2 separate regions of the Zea mays genome follow, and region 2 is linked to region 1. The links are chromatin contacts, called in public Hi-C maps. All regions are on one chromosome and are shown on one strand. The core of a region is the stretch at or near the end of the contact, and the rest is flanking DNA. Distances in the headings are between cores, read along the strand shown. Region 1 has its middle 6.9 kb from the start of LOC103636024. Region 2 holds the start of LOC103637342 (small RNA 2'-O-methyltransferase).

What was found. A called contact is a pair of places that touch in the nucleus more often than the background predicts.
Region 2: a Hi-C map of ear shows a contact between it and region 1, with 4 times the contacts expected there. The contact joins the promoter of LOC103637342 here to the enhancer-like site in region 1. A contact is called at or near these places in 3 of 25 Hi-C or Micro-C datasets (ear, leaf and tassel).

Annotation. Positions count from the first base shown.
Region 1 is chr8:142,776,158-142,780,836 of Zm-B73-REFERENCE-NAM-5.0, reverse strand. No RefSeq gene overlaps it. Among protein-coding and RNA genes, the nearest start is that of LOC103636024, 6.9 kb to the right of the region's middle. Within about 2 kb of position 3,071, at least 18 of the 20 cell types and tissues checked have an H3K27ac peak or open chromatin away from gene starts, as enhancers often do. A contact at or near this core is called in ear, leaf and tassel, where this site is marked.
Region 2 is chr8:142,846,391-142,851,047 of Zm-B73-REFERENCE-NAM-5.0, reverse strand. It overlaps LOC103637342 (small RNA 2'-O-methyltransferase), which reads right to left and starts at 2,470. Exons shown (of 5, transcript XM_020543151.1): 1 at 2,271-2,470; 2 at 1,960-2,200; 3 at 917-1,416; 4 at 570-818; 5 at 1-310. The coding sequence starts at 2,470.

The sequences.
Region 1 (4,679 bases), core at 1,822-4,321:
CAAGAGACACCAAACTTGTGGTGGTCCTTGTGGGAACTTTGTGTTCCAAGTGATTGAGAAGAGAAAGCTCACTCGATCCGTGGGATCGCTTGAGAGAGGGAAGGGTTGAAAGAGACCCGGCCTTTGTGGCCTCCTCAACGGGGAGTAGGTTTGCAAGAACCGAACCTCGGTAAAACAAATCCGCGTGTCACACTCTCCATTTACTTGCGATTTGTTTTCCACCCTCTCTCGCGGACTCGTTTCTTTATTACTAACGCTAACCCGGCTTGTAGTTGTGTTTATATTTGTAAATTTCAGTTTCGCCCTATTCACCCCCCCTCTAGGCGACTATCAGCACCTCCTGTTGACGTGGCCGGTCTGCGCCCTAGGTTGGACGATGTGGAAGCTCCTCCGAAGCCGAGGTCGAGTCTGTCTTCCGTAGCCGAGGTCGAGTCCGAGCCCCTGGGTCGGGCGAGGCGGAGGCCGCCGGCTGAGGCCAGGGCAGAGTCCGAGCCCTGGGGTCGGGCGGAGCGGAGTTCGCCGTCTTCTGGGGCTGAGCCCAAGTCCGAGCCCTGGGTCGGGCGGAGCGGAGTTCGCCGTCTTTCGGGACTTAGCCCGAGTCCGAGCCCTGGGTCGGGCGGAGCGGAGTTCGCCGTCTTTCGGGGCTTAGCCTGAGTCCGAGCCCTGGGTCGGGCAGAGCGGAGCTTCCTATGGTGCCTTCGGCCGGGCCTGACTGCCTGTCAGTCTCACTATGTCAAGTGGCACCGCAGTCGGAGTGGCGCAGGCGGCGCTGTCCTTCTGTCAGGCCGGTCAGTGGAGCGGCGAAGTGACGGCGGTCACTTCGGCTCTGCCGGCTGGAGGGCGCGCGTCAGGATAAAGGTGTCAGGCCACCTTTGCATTAAATGCCCCTGCGATTTGGTCGGTCGGTGCGGCGATTTGGTCAGGGTTGCTTCTTGGCGAAGACAGGGCCTCGGGCGAGCCGGAAATATGTTCGCCGCTGGAGGGGGGCTTCGGGCGAGACGGAAATCCTCCGGGGTCGGCTGCCCTTGTCCGAGGCTAGGCTCGGGCGAGGCGTGATCGAGTTCCTCGAATGGACTGATCCCTGACTTAATCGCACCCATCAGGCCTTTGCAGCTTTGTGCTGATGGGGGTTACCAGCTGAGAATTAGGAGCCTTAAGGGTACCCCTAATTATGGTCCCCGATAATTTGGTACTCGGCAAAGAGTCAAATTACGGTAGTGAATGGTTTATAACTATGTTATTATATTTCCCTTGATATATATTATTAAATTACGGATAAGTTAGTGGCGTCGGCTTTAGAACTATGAGAGGTGCTATTCCTTTCAATTATATATATCTACTTCACTTATACATCTGGTTACAAACGAGCGATATGTTTAACCATTAGCTAAACATATCGATGGTTAACATAAACATTCTATGTACATATACTAACAACTAAATAGCTAGCTAACTATATACACTAACAACTAAATAGGTATCTAACTATATCCTTAGTAATAAAATAATACTAAACTACTAACTAAATATAAAAACACTAAGATAATACAATACTAAGTACTAAACTAAATTAATAGTAACTAACCACTAGTTACTAACTAACCATTAACTAAACACTAAGACAATACGCCACTAGTTACTAACTAACCACTAGCTACTAACTAACTACTAACGAACTAGCTACTAACTCACCGGGCGGTGTGACGGTCGAGATAGGGCGGTGCGTCGGGCCGGTGAGGCGGGCGGCCGAGGTGTGGGGCCGCGGCCAGGCGGCGCGTCGGGCTGGGGAGGGCGGCGACGTCGAAAGGGGCGGTCGGGCAGTGAGAGAGGGGAAAGGAAAGAATGGAGAAAGGAAAGGGCAGAAGCACTTAAATCTTAGCTCAGCACCAAGATTGTGGTGCCAGACTAGGGTGCCACGTCGGCGCCACGACAGCCCTCGCCGACGCTGCCACGTCACGCTTCGGTGCCATAGTCTATGGCGCCGAGCTATGTTTCATCGACGCCACGACCTATGACGTCGAGCAAAAAGTCCAAAACAGAAAATAATTCGGTCAGGGGTCTAAACGTCAATCAATTTATTTTGAAAAAAGGACTAAAATAAAAAAATCGGTTATATTCGCAATAAATATGTGTGGCTACTCGCTAGTAATAGTCACGACCATCAGGTGGTGATTATTGAACCGCTCGATTTCTTAAAAGCAAGGATCATTTTAATTTGGTGACGGAGAGAATAGCAAAAGAAGATGTCTCGAACGCTGCTACGCGTGTTGTTGTCGTGGTATACTGTGCGTAGCGATGAACTGGATTCGGGAATTGAGTAGGTAGCAGGTAAAGGCTGGCCCAACAAGGCCCGCACCGTTTGTTTCCTTTCCTTGGTTATCATGGATGGACAGGTCCAGCCCAACGCGGCGGCCTAGGAGTACTAATGGGCCGACAGCGAAAATCAATGAAATGGCTCTGCTGTCTATTGCTGCTCCAGCCAGCGTCTTTTTTTTTCCACAAAAAGAAATCTCTCATCAACGGATTCTTTTTTTGTTAGATAAGAAAAAGAAAAGGTCTGGTCAACGTACGACAGGCAGCAGATACGTTGCTTGCTTTTTTGTTGCTGATAATGCTTTGCGTGACAGCAAGATATGAGGAAAAAAACGGATGGCATGTGATGTTACTTATCTAGTAGTCACTTATTTCCTTCGTGGCTAAGGCGGGCGTTATTTAGCACTCACTAACTAGTAGTATCTGGTGAAGATAATAATACATACATACATACATACCCACCCTTATAGTATATACGAATGTGCAACGGCAACGCAAACTTAAATAGAACTGAGCATAATAAATGATCTATCTATAGATTTGGTGTTTATTATCATCGACCCAATCCCATGGATCCGGAATAAGACAAGGCTAGGCAGTTGGGCGTGCGCACGAGGAGGCTGTCCCGCCGAGAGGACGCCGCGCCGTAGGAACTCGCGTGCGCCACCGCCAGCCGCCCGGCCCGGAGCGAGGAGGAGGAGATCTGCAACGCTTCGCTGTGGCAACGTCGATATGGACACATCGCAGCTGCTTTATTCCCCGCGCCTTTTCCCTGCCAATTCCAAAGCGGCCCATGTCATGATGCGCTGTCACCGCCACCGTCCACTCGGCTCGCTGTCAGGATGGCCTGCTTCGGATCCGCGGCAGGGCCGTGTTTTCGACTGATAGCTACCTTCTGTACATAGATTCCAAAGCTTATGACGAAAGATTTGTGGGGTGTTTGGTTTGAGGAACCACTCCATTCAAAATAAAGTGATGTACCATTGGTTCATTTCTCAAATTTGGTAGGATAACTTTATTGCACATATTCGTATTAATTAACTAACTATGAGGAATAAAGTGGTGATATATCAACTTATTCCATTCCACAAAACCAAACAAAAAAAGTTAGGAGTGAGAAGATGATCGACTAGCTCATTACTCAAACCAAATACCCATTAGAGTATGACGAGGCGGCCTATTAATAATTACTCAATATTGTTTTTAGACAACAAACTAGCTAATCTATACTACCTATTAAGGCTCTAAGGGGTAGGCTGCCTCCCCTGGTTCTGCCTTCAGCCAATCTGCACCGTCCACTCGCTTCCGTAAATCTACACCGTTCATCCGCCCACCCCACGTTCGTCCCCCCGCCTCCCACTCCCCCACCCCGCGTGAGCCGCCGCCTCCCTGCCTCCCCTCCAGTCCGCCGCTCTCCCGCGGATCGTTCACCTCCACTCCATTCCGAGAATCTCATCAGCACGCTCTCCGGCGCGGCGGCGGCCCTTCCTCTGAGACCAGTAGCTCGCCGCCGGAGTCATCCCCTTCCCCAATCCCCGCGTCGCGTCTCGCCGTCTCCCATCAATGCTGCACCTTCACCGTGCCCCGCCCGCATCTACCCGTGTCGCCAGAGCTCCCTCCCCCACCCCCCATGGCGCTCGCCGCGACAGGCGCCCCCCGCGCAGACATCGTGAGCGGGTCGCCCAACAAAGCCCTGCCGCCCTCACCCGCCTCGAACCCTAAAACTCCTCAACCGCCAACGCTGTCGTGCTCTACTTCCGGCGAGACGACCTGCCTCGGCACCCCCGCCCCTCCTCCCCGGATCCGGTGCCCCTGCTCGTCGTGCGGTCTCCACCCCCGACAGGCACCAGGCGTTGCTCCACCCCGAGGAGCAAAGAGAGAAGAGGAGCAAAGAGAGAAGTTCGAATGGAGAAGAGGAGGGGCCGCCTCCCCCGAGCGGCCATCGCCACCCCAACACCTACGACAGCCGCCTCCCCCACCCCGCTCGAGAGGTCCGTGCCCGTTGGGCAGTTGGACGAGGATGGGTACGACATCCATGTCGATAAGGGGGTCATGCGGATCCGCGACGAACGCCGACGCCTCCATGCTCGAGTGCGTCGCTCCCCCAACCGGCTCTACTCGATCCGACTCGACATCACGCACCCTGTGTGCCTTACTGCTCGGCGCGTGGACACGGCGTGGCGGTGGCATGAGCGCTTCGGGCATATCACACTCCATCGCTCCTCATGGTGATGCCGCCGAGGGAACCGCAACGACTACAACGAAGCCGTCCGCGATGCCGTCAGTGGTTGCCCACATAGGGGCATGCTCCACCATGCGCGCACCTTGCCCTGCACACCGGCGGACACACCCTGCGGCTGCCCACA
Region 2 (4,657 bases), core at 1,221-3,720, 71 kb before region 1:
CACTTCACATTTAAAAAGATCTGGTTTTTCCTTGTTGATCCTGACATCATTGGTGTACTGATTTTCTGCGCTGCCTGCTGGTGCTCCTCTTTCTTCAGAGCTCACAGCCAACATTAATGTATCACAGGAAACCCTACTGACAACAAAATGGGGCTCTGGCAACCTCTGAAGGCGACAAAATGAGCAAAGGAGATCTCGTGGAGAGAGGCCTTTCCAACTAAAACGAGAGTATGCAGATGGAAGCTCCGCTGCAAGAATCGAATCCCTAGACATCTTACAATTTCCATCAGGTAACTTGCCCAGAAGTATCCTGAGTCAAAAGCATGTCAGTGTTTCACTCTGAAGAACTATAGGAAGTTTGGTGCTTAAATAATAGATAAAAGCAGCACAGACATGAAAGACAAACAGAACACAAGCCAACCTCTGCAGCTTGAATCATGTGATGATTCCTGAGAAAAAATGACCATATCTACTAACAATATAAAATGGAATGCATCTTGATTCATTGATTAGCAAGTGAAATTGTATTTAACAATGCCGTTGTAGTGAAATGTTCAATAAAGCTTTACCTGTAATAGGAACATAGATTGACATCTTCAGTGTGAAGTTCCGAATCTCTCCTTGTGTATCCAATATTTGCCAAGAGTGCATCTCCATAAATTGTTTGGCCACAAATGTAGGAAGCTCGCTTATTTACTTGCCAGTTGATGTCACCATCTCCAAGAGAATCAAGTGCATGTTTTGATATATCAGAAACAACATGTATATTTGCGGCTGCAAAATACAGTCTTATCTCGGATGATGCTTTTCCAATTGTTCTGCAGTGAGATCAATGTTTCAAAATTGTCATGCACAACAAGAATAATGGAAAAGGCTCAGAAGTCAGGAATTTACTACTTAGTTTTTCTTTGCCTACCTTGATACAAGAACATGAGAGGAATCAATTGCTGAGAGCTCTGCTGCAACATAACTCATATAATGTTCATTATCTCCTAGATTAATTCTTACTGTCTTCAGTTCATCCTCCAATATGTAGGGAACAAGAACTGCCTCTACTTCTACGGGATCTGTTGTACCAGACCAACACTCAAGTGCCGAGTCAACAGCCTCCGGAGAATAAGGCTTTTCACTCTGAATCCAGAAATTGCTGTTACTAACAGAGACTCCAGGAGATTGTTTTGCAGCATTGTACAATAATGACAAGACCAATAGAGGATCAAATTCTGCCCTATGGTCGATCAATTTACACAATGTATTGACCTTCACATCACATGCAGCAATAGCCGACAAAGGTAACCTCCCAATGAGGTCTCCAGTTCTCCGGAGAGACACACACAAATGGCCAATAAGAGGATGGGTAGATGACAGAAAGTTCTGAAATGAAGTACGGTGGTATGGTGATGTTAGAAGAGGTAACTGGATTTTTTAATTATTTTGTAATTTTAAAAGTGCAACGAAGCTCAAATATGACATGAATAGCATGCTTTTTGACATGGTTTTTAAAGCGGTAAGGCGGTCCAAGGCGTTGGAGCACCGCCTGGACGCCTAGGCGGCGCCTAGGCGAGGTAGGCGGGCAAGGCGCCTAGGCGTTAGACCACCGCCCGGACGTCTAGGCGACGCCTTAAGAACAGAGTTTTTGAGTGACCAACAAAATGGTTCATGCTTTGTGAATTGTACTACCAATAATCTTACACAGGTATTGACATTGCAGGGAACCAAATTAGATTATATTACAGCTACAAAATATTATCATAAGAAAATGCCAAAATAAAAATGGAACCTTATGTTTGATCAGTCTTTGGTGCTTATTAAAAGTTGTCAGTTACAGTGCTATAGGGTCCTCGTTCTTAAGTTTTGAGGAAAGACTCACAAGAGTTAAATGCATTATAAATGAATTACTGTCTAAACAAAGAAAGAAAGAAGAAATGAATGAACTCGTGACCTGGGAGCCGATGAGACCGCGCCGCGGTGCAGGAAGAGGGTGAAGCGGCTGGTGAGGTTGAAGCTGCCCGTGAGCCACCTCCCGGGGGGCACGTCAAGCCTGGCCCCTCCCCCACCGGCGGCCCTCGCGCCCAGCTCCGCGACGGCGCGCCGGAACGCCGCGGTGTTGGGCATGGCGCCGTCGCCCACGGCCCCGAACTCCTCGACGGACGCCCATACCTCGCGCGCTTGCCCCGCGCCCGCGTAGAACCCCGTGCAGCTGTCTCCGGGATCGAGGGGGCGAGAGCGAGGGGCAATCGGGAGGGCTACAGATCATCTAGAACACCGACTCGTCCTTCACCTCTCCGAGATCCGGCGCTAGGAAATGCTCCAGATCTACACCGTCTTGGTACGACACGACGGAGGAGGACAAGAGCTCGCTGGGGATGGTGGGGATCTGGACGTACGCGACCTCTGCGGGGCTGGGGCGAGCGCCGATGCGTGATTGCCGTGGCGCTCGCGTCCACCTCTGCCACCGCGCCCCGGCCATGGCGCTCGTGTCCACCTCCGCCACCGCGCCCGCTGCTGTGCTCAAGACCCCGTTCCTCGGCGCCAGGCGCGCGCTCGCCAATGCCGCCGCGCCCAAGCCCGCGCCGCGCGCTCCTCGCCGTCGCCGCGGCCGCCGCCAAGAAGTTGTGGATCCGCCGAGTTCATCAACCCGCCCTGGCTCGACGGATCGTAAGTCTTTGCAGAGACGAGGAGGGGGGGGGGGTGGAGCTCGAAGCTGACCGTGACGCCGCCGCGCCCGCTGCTGTGCTCAAGACCCCGTTCCTCGGCGCCAGGCGCGCGCTCGCCAATGCCGCCGCGCCCAAGCCCGCGCCGCGCGCTCCTCGCCGTCGCCGCGGCCGCCGCCAAGAAGTTGTGGATCCGCCGAGTTCATCAACCCGCCCTGGCTCGACGGATCGTAAGTCTTTGCAGAGACGAGGAGGGGGGGTGGAGCTCGAAGCTGACCGTGACGCCGCCGCCGCGACTTTGCAGGCTCCCTGGCGACTTCGGGTTCGATCCGCTGGGGCTGGGCAAGGACCCGGCGTTCCTCAAGTGGTACCGGGAGGCGGAGCTGATCCACGGGCGGTCGGCGATGGCCGCCGTGCTGGGCATCTTCATGGGCCAGCCGCGATTTGGGGACTGCGGACGCGCGGTAATGGGGAGAGGAGGAGAAGGAGGTGGCTTAGGGGCTGCGGACGCGTGGACCTTCCATTGATGCGGATGCGCGATTTGGGGGCGCAGGGCGCGGACCTTCCATCTGCGCGTCCGAGGAGGCGCCGGCGATGGCAGGCGGGGCAGCGCGTGGAGAAGAAAGCGCGGCGTGGAGAAAGGCAGAAAGCGCGGGGACGCGGTTTTGGCAAAACCGTGCACCATCTGCATCTGTGTACGTCTACACTACACACTTATGTAGTAGTAGAGATTTAGTATATTCTTACTATTTTTAGTCTCTAGAAACCAAACATTTTAGGGACTAAACTTTAGTCCCCTAACTAAACTTTAGTCCCTAGACTAAAGAAAACCAAATATGGCCTGAGTAGGGCGACAACTAGTGCTGTGAGCTCTGCGCTTTGGCTTTCAGCGCTTGAATAACCGCCAGAGGTCGTGGTCACTAAAGGCCAAGCGATTTTCGCAGCCGCAACCGTAGGAATTGGGACTGGGACACCGATCCCGACGGGGCCAATGCGAGCCTCATGGCCGAGTTGTGTTCGTTTCGTTATTGTCGGGAGCTCAGCTCAGTCGTGATTAGGTCAGACGAGATGCAAATGAAACTGTTCGTCACTGCTGAATGAATGGACAAGCAAGCAAGTAGGCAAGTAGGTGGTACCTTCTGTTGACGTTTCAGAGGAAAGGCAGTAGCTTTAACCATGGATGGGCCGGGCACTGATAGCAGCACCCTGGGACATAACCTGAAACCACAAACGTACCCTAGATTTGATTCCCCTCTATTATCGCTGTTTCACTATATATTTAATACTGCCACTTGAATGTGACGAAGGAAATGTTTCCCCATGGCATCAAGGAGGGGCGCGCGGCACTCTCTTGCTTGTACAAGGATTCATCTGCAATGGTGTAAAAGGTGACTTTTTACAACTACTATCATGGACGCGGAAGTTTACCTGCAGGTAGCAAGAAAGAAAGACGAGCAGCCTGCAGCCAATCCCTACTGAAAAGCTATCGAGTTATGGTGTGCTGGAGCAAAGTACAGGCGTTGCGATTTACACTTTTTGGTGAATGCAACGGGGGACAAGCGGATGAACAGTTGAAGCTGCAAACAGTGGCAGGGACCAGGGAGTGTCTAGGGACTACTAACTCAAGGAATGATACCTATCTACCAGGGAGGGTACATGCACGCAAATGCATTCACCCATGGCAGCATCAGCTTGGGCAGGTCAGCTTTTCCCCTCTCTCTCTTTCTCTCCGGGCCGCCGTGCCGTGACCGTGATTATTCCATTCCATTCCATGTCCATCCGGGTCGTCCTCTTCCTCTCCAGCCTTTTGCTCCTGGGCCGGCCAATGATGACGACCTTGATGACACGATGTGAAGAGAGCATGAGATGCAATGCAATCCTATCTATGGTTATCTTATCATGCGGCTGGGCTGACTGGCTGCACAGCCTTGTGACTGTAGGACCACGACATTTGGGCAATGGGCTTTTCTGCATCTATACACAAGGCAGGCATCACGCATCGA